3 separate regions of the Mus musculus genome follow, and regions 1 and 2 are each linked to region 3. Evidence: chromatin contacts called from public HiChIP or PLAC-seq data. All regions are on one chromosome and are shown on one strand. Each heading gives the region's core, a stretch centred on a gene start, on an enhancer-like site or on the middle of the called end of the contact. The rest is flanking DNA. Distances are from core to core; before and after follow the strand shown.

What was found. HiChIP or PLAC-seq counts read pairs in DNA pulled down with a chosen protein or histone mark.
Region 1: an H3K4me3 HiChIP or PLAC-seq map of craniofacial prominence shows a contact between it and region 3, with 4 times the contacts expected there. The contact joins the enhancer-like site here to the promoter of Alg14 in region 3. A contact is called at or near these places in 2 of 39 promoter capture datasets (cranial neural crest and frontonasal cranial neural crest), 1 of 15 datasets of contacts at CTCF or cohesin (large pre-B cells), 6 of 484 Hi-C or Micro-C datasets (the CH12 cell line, the HPC-7 cell line, embryonic fibroblasts and 3 more) and 4 of 115 datasets of contacts at active chromatin or transcription factors (craniofacial prominence, embryonic stem cells, pancreatic cancer cells and 1 more).
Region 2: a contact with region 3 is called in an H3K27ac HiChIP or PLAC-seq map of epiblast stem cells, with 7 times the contacts expected there. The contact joins the enhancer-like site here to the promoter of Alg14 in region 3. A contact is called at or near these places in 11 of 39 promoter capture datasets (the C10 cell line, the SN4741 cell line, cranial neural crest and 7 more), 5 of 15 datasets of contacts at CTCF or cohesin (the NIH/3T3 cell line, embryonic stem cells, large pre-B cells and 1 more), 66 of 484 Hi-C or Micro-C datasets (B cells, the C10 cell line, the C2C12 cell line and 41 more), 16 of 115 datasets of contacts at active chromatin or transcription factors (astrocytes, bone marrow-derived dendritic cells, cardiomyocytes and 11 more) and 3 of 9 other capture datasets (embryonic stem cells, liver and macrophages).

The regions. Positions count from the first base shown.
Region 1 is chr3:121,699,043-121,702,414 of GRCm38.p6, reverse strand. No RefSeq gene overlaps it. Among named protein-coding and RNA genes, the nearest start is that of F3, 23 kb to the left of the region's middle. Within about 2 kb of position 1,839, at least 90 of the 459 cell types and tissues checked have an H3K27ac peak or open chromatin away from gene starts, as enhancers often do. A contact at or near this core is called in craniofacial prominence and pancreatic cancer cells, where this site is marked.
Region 2 is chr3:121,776,277-121,779,747 of GRCm38.p6, reverse strand. It overlaps Abcd3 (ATP-binding cassette, sub-family D (ALD), member 3), which reads left to right. Exons shown (of 23, transcript NM_008991.3): 9 at 51-193; 10 at 2,682-2,751. Among named protein-coding and RNA genes, the nearest start is that of Abcd3, 37 kb to the left of the region's middle. Within about 2 kb of position 1,522, at least 14 of the 459 cell types and tissues checked have an H3K27ac peak or open chromatin away from gene starts, as enhancers often do. A contact at or near this core is called in epiblast stem cells, neural tube, palatal mesenchyme and 1 more, where this site is marked.
Region 3 is chr3:121,289,807-121,293,284 of GRCm38.p6, reverse strand. Alg14 (asparagine-linked glycosylation 14) reads right to left here and starts at 1,545. Exons shown (of 4, transcript NM_024178.3): 1 at 1,302-1,545. The coding sequence starts at 1,437.

The DNA of each region.
Region 1 (3,372 bases), core at 590-3,089, 410 kb before region 3:
ACTGCTGGGTCAAAGCTGAGACAGTTTGGGGAGCCCATTTTTTCCCCCAAATCAGCACTTCGAGTTTTGTCCTTCACAAAATCCTGAAGCTCACTGAATACTGAAAGCACTTCACAGGCGGTCTATGTTTGTTTGTTTGTTTGTTTGTTTTGGAACATGAAATGATTTCATGCTAACTAAAGTAACATCTAGCATGCTCACCCATTTAATCAGACTGCCACGACTATTTTGCTTAGCCAGAGCCAAAGCTTCACATACATTAAATATCACATCTTCAAATGCTTCTGTCAACAGGACCGCCCTGAGCCATATCTGGTTCACAGGATCTGTTCTCCATGCCTCCACCTACAAGAAATGACCTGGAGTGCCCTGCTGACCGAGGATGTTGTAAGAGATAGCTCAGTGGTTAAGAGCACTCTCTGCTCTTCCAGAGGACATGGGTTCAGTTTCCAGCCACCATGGCAGTTAACAACTGTCTGCAGCTGCAGTTCCAGAGGGTCTGATAGCCTCTTCTGTCCCCCAAAGCACTTTATGCGCACAGTACACAGACATGCATGCAAGCAAAACACCCATGCATGTCACATAAAAATACAAGAAGTATAGAAGGGGGAGGAAGAGGAGGAGGAGGAAGAGGAGGAAGAAGAAGAGAAGAGAAAGAGAAGCAGCTCTTTTGAATTCTGACTAGCAGGACAAAATAAAACTCTATAGACTTTGATTTTTGCACAGCTGTCTACTAGTATTAGAACCAAGAAAAGCCGGCCAGCGAGATGTCACAGTGTGCCAAACCTGATGACCCGAGTTTTATCTTGAGGACCCCCATAGTCGGAGAGAACTGATTCCTGCAAGATCTCCTCTGACTTTCACACATTCTTCAGTGCTACGTATATCCCTCCAATAAATGTAATTTAAAACGTTATAAAGGAGAAATGTCTCAGCAAATAACCCTGAGTGTTCAGTGGCAGTTCCAGCTAATGGGGCATCAGTCACGGATGGAAGTAAGTCTGTTTCTGTATGGAAGCTGGCAGGAGTGTCTGTGCCATGCTTGCTGGAGGGCAGCAAGCCCAGGGCCAGAGCCACTGACCCAGACATCTCTACCTGGGGCGTTCCCTCTATCTTCCATGAATAGCCGAATGCTTTATGGCTCATTTAGGGTTCTTTCTGTATAGAATTCACTGGAAGTTGATTCCCTCTTTTGTTTCATTTTTAGAAAAATTCTCTTACGGAAAACCCGCCTTGTGAGTCAATTTTAAGACAAGCGGGCAGATCTGACTGGCTGTTTCATTCCACCTGGAAAAGCATTTGAGGCTGCTCTCTGTGGAAACTGTATTCTCTTAAAACCTCAAGGGCTCACTTCTTCCCCTCTTTTTATGGAAAAACCACCATCTGTGGAGGCCCCGTTGTGATGTACTTTCAACCTGCAAAAGCCGCTGGGATCCAGACAGTGGAATGCTTTAAGAGAGCAAAATGGACCACATGGCAAGGGGTGCATTTCAGAAATTCCTACCACACAGGTCACTGTGGGTACCATCATGATCAGGGATGCTATGGTTCATCCTTCATGTCCAGTGCCAAGAGGCTCAGGAGCCTAGTTCCTGTTGCTGTGGTCTGCTACTTAAAAAGAAAAAGATCGCATGCTCTCCCTGCCAAGCATGAAACAGAAGCCCAGTTGTGTGGCTCCTGTTTTTGTACCGGAATAATCTACTTCATGAAAAGAGTGAGCAGGAGCCCAGAAATGCAGTTCCCATCCCCCACTCAACTTCACATCTGACTGTTCTCCTTTCATGCTATAGATGGTTCCCTGCAGAGGCGTGTCCCCAGTTTACCTCGAGTAGACCCCCTCTTTGAGTAAGGCATCCAAACTATCCTAGGAACAGGAGTTCTGATTGGCAAGATGGCATTCTTCCCTAGCGAGAAGGGGAGCTTGTTGTTCGCACTGATGAATTAATACTGTTGCTAAGCAACCATTTCTTACAGCAGCCCAGCTCCAGCAAGATGATAAAGAGCGAGGCCACTGATTTCCCAGACTCTGTTCATTACCCAGCTCACGGCTTTGTCTGAACAGATGTCGATATATAAAAGTGTCCCCAGATATACCATCGTGGTAATGGTGTATTTCAGGACAAAATGAAGAAAATAACAATGGCCTTAAAGCAGGCTGAGTTCACTTCTTGTAGCTCTAGTAAGTTGTTCAAGAGGGCAAATGGGTGGGAGGGGGGGCACATCCTATAAAGCATAGTTTCATTCCATTGAAGTTGTGTGACAATCCTGGACAGTAGGTTAGCATCATTACAGATATCAGACACAAAACTCAGAGAGGGGAGGTAGTGACTGGGTCAAAATCAGACAGAAAGTAAGTAGCTTGGTCAAGTCTAGGATCCTGGCACGGCGTGGTGTAAATCATCCAACCTCCCTTCCCACTGTGGAAGCTGACAGATTTCTGCCCTATAAAGGAAGTGAGCTGACCAGCTACATAGACAACAGCGTCTACGACTAACTAAATATTTGCTAATTTAAAAATCCAACTGAATTGCTCACCAGGTAATCATGACTTGATTTTTTTCCTGGACAAAGTAGCTTAATATGAATGGTATGCTCTTGTAGTGCTTACGGATATGCTGAGCCTGCCTGGCCCGACACAGAAAGGATGGAGAAAGAATGAAGTCATATCTTCCTAGGAGTTTGAGAAAACTACATGCTCTTGACTCCTCTAACCCCCCCCCCCCGAACCTCCAGGTCCATCAGACAGTGGTCCACAGGCCCCGTAGGTACCTCCTTTGCTGCCTAGAAACTACTTCCCATCCTCAAAGATGCTGCCAGCAGTGTTTCTTTGCAGTTATCCACTGTTCCCCTCTCAGAGCACCCCTTATGGTGTGGAGCAGCCCACTCAGATCTTCATTTATTGGTAGAAGCTCTGGGGGTAGAGAGTCGTTAGGGAGAAACTTCTTAAGGTGTTGGGAGGTAGTTTCCTGAGTGCAGCCATCTCAGGGACAAGTTCCACCTTGTTGACAGGATCAAAGCTGAGTCCATGTTCCCAGACCCTGGAACCCAACTCCTACCCTGCTTGTTCTGTTATCCCTAACTAAGGCAAGCAAGCCATATATGTGCTGCCTGTCTAGACTTAATTGACCACAGGCAGCTTGCCCACTCCTTTGTCCCTTTATCATTCTAAATTCCAGGTCAGAGTCCAGGAGGGGACCTGACTGCAAAGCTGACTCAAGGACCCTAAAACTGGTCTGGTCACTCATGTTAACTTCCTTGTTTAACACCTTATGTCAAAATATGGTTGGTCAATGCAACAGCCTCCTTTGATTCCCCCTTGCTTTGTGTTCCAATCCTATGAAAATGTTGTGCCATTTCCCTTTGGGGACACAG
Region 2 (3,471 bases), core at 273-2,772, 490 kb before region 3:
TATTACTGTGCCTTTGAGTACTGTGCATCATTCTCCTTCATTCATCGCAGGGCCCGGCAAGCATGATGGCCTACTTGCTTGTTTCTGGGCTATTCCTAACTCGACTCAGAAGACCCATTGGTAAGATGACAATTATGGAGCAGAAGTACGAAGGAGAATACAGATACGTGAATTCACGGCTTATCACTAATAGGTAAGGAGAAACATTTTAGAATAATAATGAAATTTTATTTTTGTGGATATTGATGTCATTTATAGTGACTTGAGATTCTAGCAATATAGGTACTAAATAGTGTGGACTTTTACTTGTTTTGGAAATAAGCATTATGAAGAATGTTAGTTTTATAAAGTAGAAATCCTGCATGCTTCAAGTCCTCTTTATTGGCTGTGTAGTTTCCTTGATTTACCTCTTCATGCTTTTTATTGACTGATTTTCTGTGAATTTTATTTTAAAATTTAGTCTTGATAGTATTCACATTTTTGTATGTATTCAGTGAAACTTCTGCCTTAAGTTATCCACAGACATTTTAGGTTGTGACTGTTTTGCAGTGTTCAGTAATTCTGTCTTTCCAGACAGTTGTTGTGTGGGGAGAAGGAGTTCTGGGCACTGAGCCTTAGGACCTCTCGAATGCAGGCCAGAACTGCGTTCTGGACAGTTTTGAGATCTGAAATAGGAAGAAAGAAATGCAGCCGTTGAAGCCATCCGTTTTCGTTTCTGTGTCTACCTATGCATTATAAACTGATTTTAGCAACTTATCCGTAGCTGCTTTTCTTGTAGATGGACAATGAATTGTTACGATGATGAACTCTGTGCATGCCCTGGCTCAGGTTTTCATCAGTAGCTAAGGTGCTCTGTAAAGTTTCTGTGCCTAACTGCCAACTTTAAGTCAATTTTGAGGGTCCTAGTACTTACTGTAGCACTGTGTAGGCTGCTCTGTAGGAAGCCACGGAATTACTTAGGGGGTCATTCTTTTCATAGTTCACCTTTCCTTCCTTATATTGATTTTTTTATGTAGAGTTTCATGCTCTAGGGAGGCAGGGGCATAGTGGCTGTAATTAGGGAAAAGGTGTTTGTGGTATGCTTTTACTAGAAAACGGCACGTTCCCATAGTGGAGGCATTGGCTGTGTCATGTAAGGACCCTTAGGACAGTGCAGATGGCACAGCAGGATTGGAGCTGTGGCTCCTGCTGGTATTCTCTTGGCTCTACCCTGTAACCATCTCTTTCCTCTGGTTAACTCTTGAGATCACAGAATGGCAGCAACCTTCACCACCAAAAACAAAAAGAAGAAACTGCTTCTTGCTGTTTCTTTAAGAGACCCTCCCCTCTTCCCTCTTCTCTTTTTCCACCATCCTACTCTTTCCTGGGTCTTACTCTTTCTTTCTTTGTCTTATTATGTAACCCAGGCTGGCTTTGAACTTGCGATTCTCCTGCCTTAGTGTACTGAGGTTTTATGTATGCACTTTGATTATATTTCGGGTGCACCCGGCACAATGGTGCCCATGTGGAGGGCTCAGCTCTCTCCTGCCACCTTGTGGAGTTCTGGGATGGAACTGGGTTTGTCAGGCCTGCATTGCAGTGCTGCCTAGCCCTTTCACAAGCGCCCACATACATCCTTAATGTGTCTAAGCTGTGGTGTCTAGGCTTCTATATAGATACTTTACACACTTTCTGGTGTTTTAAGAAGTACGTTGTGGGGGCTAGACAGATGGCCCTGCAGTTCAGAGCATCTGGATCCAATTCCTTAGTAACCACATGATGGCTCACGGCCATCTGTAACTCTGTAAGTACGTTGCTTGGGCAGTTTTCATCTTACTTACAGGACAGAGAGACTATAAACTTTAGGTTAGACAGGAGCGATAATTTTAGATTCTGAACTTTGCTTGTTATGTGAATTTAAAGAATTTACATAAATTACATTTGAGCTTTCTTCATCTGTATGGCACTGTTTTCCCACTGATGATCTTTGTGGCCCTGAGGGCCCATTCCTGCTCTCGGGGGACATCGTTGTGAGGACTACTGTGGTGCTGGGATAAGAACAGCTTTGGTGCGTTTAGACCTGGTGGCATGGCAGCACTGTCACAAGCTGTGGGGCAAAGCATCATTTCTTGTATTTTTCTGTTATTTTCTCCCTCTTTATCTGGTTTAGGTCTGTAATTTAACTCATGCTCTATAATGTCTGTCTCAGCCTAATCTTTCTTTCTATATAATCTGCCTTATTTACAGTTTGTGAATATTTGTTCACTGTGTCTTTAACAGCCAGGTTATATACAGGTAGGTTGTAGTCCAGTTTGTGATACACTCAGTTGTGTACTCTTGCCCTCCTCTAAACTTAGCTAGGAACTTGATCACACTCCCTGGCTTGGCCTGTGCCAGATACTCTCTTAGTAACAAGATGTTCATTTATCATTCTCTTGGTTTTTTTATTATTGAGGAGGGCCTGCTACTGAGTGGTTTTGGTGGTCAGAGGACAGATTCGTGGAGTTAGTTTTTCCTCCCAGTCTACTGTAGGCTTAGACAAGTGACCTCAGGTTGGCAGGCTTGCATCTTACCCCTGAGCCATTACACTGGCCCAAGATGCCCACTCATATGCACAGGTTCACTCATTGAATACTGTGTTTCACTTACATGTCAGGGTGAGACAGCATTGACATTAATTGCTAAATTATTTTCTCTAATAGTGAAGAAATTGCCTTTTACAATGGGAATAAACGGGAGAAGCAGACAATCCACTCAGTCTTCCGAAAACTGGTAAGATAAACACTGGACGGGCGGCCACGCGGGTTTCTCTGCCTTTACATGTGGATGAATAATGCTAAAGATATATTTTAAATAGCAAATCTTTATACTGTGTTTTAAACTAAAAATGAGTTTAAAAACTATTACATTAGCATTAAATTCTCCACTTATAAAATAGATTTATTTACTAAAATATCTTGTTCATTTTTGTAGTGTTTGCTATAGAACTCTCGTTGGGTTTTTGATTTAATGGTCCTTACAGATCAGTGGAGACTTTTGTAGAGTAAGGTTAGCAAGATTTTTCTGTGAAGGACGGGATAGTATGTACATATTTGCATTTTAAGTTTCCTGACCATGTAGTCTCTGTTGGATATACAATACATACATGAGTGGTTTGGCTCTGCTAAATTGATTTGCAACATAAGTGGCGTGCTAGAATTTGTTGATCATAGTTTGTTGACCTTTGATTTGGAATACGAATGTTTTCTAAAAGCTGTTTTTCTTTATTTGCTGCTGTTTTGAGTTCAGATAGTTACATTCATTCAGAAGATATTCAGTGGCAGGTAGGCGGCTTAAGTGCAGGCGAGAATTAGGTGGTGAGCGTGCTGGGTGAGATCTTGCCTCACCCACATGGAGCTAATATTTTAGTGGGAATTTGTGATGTTTGAATACATATTTTAATACTAAAAAGTTGTCTTAGGTTATTTCAGAAATGATATTTTTGCCATCTAG
Region 3 (3,478 bases), core at 296-2,795:
ATATGTTAAGTAAATAAGTAAGGAATTATAATTGCATGTTAAGTTTGGTACATTTGCATACATCATAAATATCATTAGTGTGTGTGTAGTCACTCATCACATAATGATGTTTTAGTCAATGACAGGATATTGGTCACATGACATTAAAAAGGAACAGAAAATTCCTTATTGTCTAGTGACACAGCAACCATAACACAGTAGCCCAAGGTAATCTATGAACAAATTCACTGTGCTGCCTGCAATATAAAAAAGTACAATATAGGGGCTGGTGAGATGGCTCAGCGGTTAAGAGCACTGACTGCTCTTCCAAAGGTCCTGAGTTCAAATCCCAGCAACCACATGGTGGCTCACAACCATCCGTAACGAGATCTGACGTCCTCTTCTGGTGTGTCTGAAGACAACTACAGTGTACTTACATATAATAAACAAGTCTTTAAAAAAAGTACAATATATACTACTATATACAGTTCATAACATTTGATAACAATAATACACAACTACATTACTAGTTTGTGTATTTTTATTAGTGTGTATTTTTTTTAAAGCTACTGTAAAACTGTATGGTCTCCTGCAGAGGCTGCCTTAAACACCTCGAATTTACTGTGTGTCTTGACTGCATCATTTTCTGTTAGGCAATGGTTTTGTTTTACTGTCCCTGGAGCAATAGGTTATAACATATGTATTCCAGACAGCATTGATATAGGTTTGGGTATCACCTTGGTTGTTTAAAGTTGAGTCGTGTTTAACTATACACTCGTCAAAACTGTTCATCTAAAATTTTAAGTTTTAAAATGTTCAGAGCTGACTGGACAGTTTATTACTCATATCCTGTCACTCTGGAGGTATCGTCGTATGGAGTGTCCACGTTTTTATCCTCAGGGACTTTGCGCATTCATAAGTGCGACAACTCTACTTCGTTTACCATGTAATGTTCACATTTCTTAAACTAAGTACAAAGACCTAGAATTAATAACGCACAGCAGCAAAGAGGGCAACAATATGTCAGCATCAAAAGGCTTCGGCGTACTCCGTCGCTAATTATTTGTTAGAAAGCAGTACACTACAGAGAGGCTTAATTACAGACAAGTGTAAATGACCTGTCTTAATGACAGGCGGCTGGGTGGCGTCAGCTAACCAGCATTTTTTCCTGCCTGGGGTGGCCGGTTCCGGGAACGCAAAGAAACTACAAATCTCAGCATGCAGCGCTCCTAAAGGCGCTAAGAAGGGCGAAGAGAGTCGCGATGCATTCTGGGGTTTGTAGTGCCTAACTCAAGACCGTCGGCCTCCGCCCGGATACTTACCGGATCCAGCCACGATCAAGAGTCTGAGAGACTCTCGGGGAGTGACGTGATGGGGCCCAAGCACGGTCCATAGTCGCTGGAATAGCAAGATCACTAGCCCTGCGGCTGTAGCAGCTAGAATCAGAATGCTCAGCATTCAAAGGATGGCGCATGCGTGTAGACCTGGCGCCAGCGGTTAAAGTTTGCAAGCACCGCGCTTAAGAGCAAACAGGGAGCAAAGCGCCTCTCTGTGGGCGGGGATGGTCTGCACTGGGCGGAGCTTGCCAAGTTGGGCGGTCAAAGTTCAGAAGTGTGGCTCTGATTGGAAAACGCAGAACGACGCGTCTCTTGCGTCTCAGTGAGCCGGGTTTGTCCGTGATGGGTGGGGCTAAGGGCAGTTTGCCCAGGAAGCGCTACAAGGAACAGTAATGGTTTTGTTACCCGAGTTTGTGCTGCAGTTGTGTAGTTGGAAAGTTAAGTGCTGGAGAAGTTTGATTTCTGCCAGTGGCGAGGTCAAACTACATGTATGGTAGAAGGACCACGAAGCCCCGGGTTAGTAGCTGCTCCTGTCCTGCCAGGTTTTGCCTGAGGCTCCTGGCATACATCACTACTTCCTTTCTTCCTTACGGGTTCCAAGACAAACCGAACTAGAAAATTTTTGCCAGTCAGAGGCATACTCTTAGGGGGAAAACATTCAAATCCGCCCTTTCCTGACATTTATGTTTTCTAGACAGTTTCACAGATCTCAAACTATAACCAGAATCCGGATCACTTCAAGCTATGTCATATTCCTGGGAGGATTGGAAACCCCTTGGCTTCAGGTAGCAAGGGAGGAAGACATAGCCCTGCAGTTAAGTTTATCACAAAGCATTTCTGGCTTATTCCTCCCGCGGTCCTCTGAAATGATAGACTTCCACTGCCCACTCTAATCCCAGTTGTGCGTGCGTTTGTGAACTTAGCCTAAATTACAGCAAAATAAAACCTCTTGACAACAAACATTCCTTCAGACCCTTATGGGGTTACAGATTGAATAGGTCAGGCATGCAGACAGGTCGAGAAAGGTGCTACAAATTGGCCTAAATGCAATAATGTCATGTCTAGAATTAGAAACCAGAAATCCTAACTCCTGCTGCCTAAGAATGCTACACCATATGGTCCGTTGTTAAATTCAGTTTGGATTGACGATCACATTTACCTGGAGCCTAGAATGCTTTTGGGAGCGATACTGAGTCAGAAGTTCCAGGAAGGCGCCCTGAGATCTCCTTATAAAGCTAGGTGTGTTGGTTCCCGAGTCAGCAAACTGCTTGGGAGATTTCCTGACTGTATCTCTATCTTGTTGATATTATAGCACGGTGCCTGTGGGCTCTTTCATCACTCCTTCTTAACCTCATTCTTTACAGTCAGGTTCTATGTAAATGTTACTCTTTGAATTACAATAGGGAAATAGATTACACAAAAGTTAATTTGCCTGAGGTTATTTATGTGATGAAAATCAATAAGAATGCCAGACTTTTAGACAGATATCATTTGTGGCTCAAGGGCTGGGGGGGTGGGGGTGGGGGCGGGGAGACAGCACAAAGGTTAAGAGCACTGGTTGCTTTTCCAGAGGTCCCAGGTTCCAGGCCGAGAACCCACATGGTGGCTCACAACTTTCTGCCACTCTGGTTCTAGGGGATCAGATGCCTTCCTCCCAACCTCTGCAGGCACACACATGGTGCCCAGAGATAATCCAGGCAAAACACATACACACATAGAAACAACAACAACAAATCATTGAAAACGAAAATAAGGCAGAGAAGCAATTGAGAAAGACAATGTTGACCTCTGACCTCCTCACACACACACATGTACACACACACACACACATTAACATACACAGGAAGAAGGAGTGGCTCAAGAATGTTACAAAGTGTCATGCCGTTTTCTTTCAGAACCTTCTCTGCTGTTCTCCAAAGTGGCTTCAACCTACGAGTCGCTTCATATTTAAAAGAAGTTATTAGTGGGCAGACATGGTGATGTCTACCTTAGAAGTTGTTGTGTTGGTCATTGGGTCTGTATTAAGGAAAACACATCTTTTCAGAATCCCCTATGGGAGACTTTCTTTCTCTATTTTAAGCCATATTTATGTCACCCATACATAAAATGAAGCAGACCCCAAAACTGGTAGAGATAGGAATGGAGGGTGATGTAAAATTCAA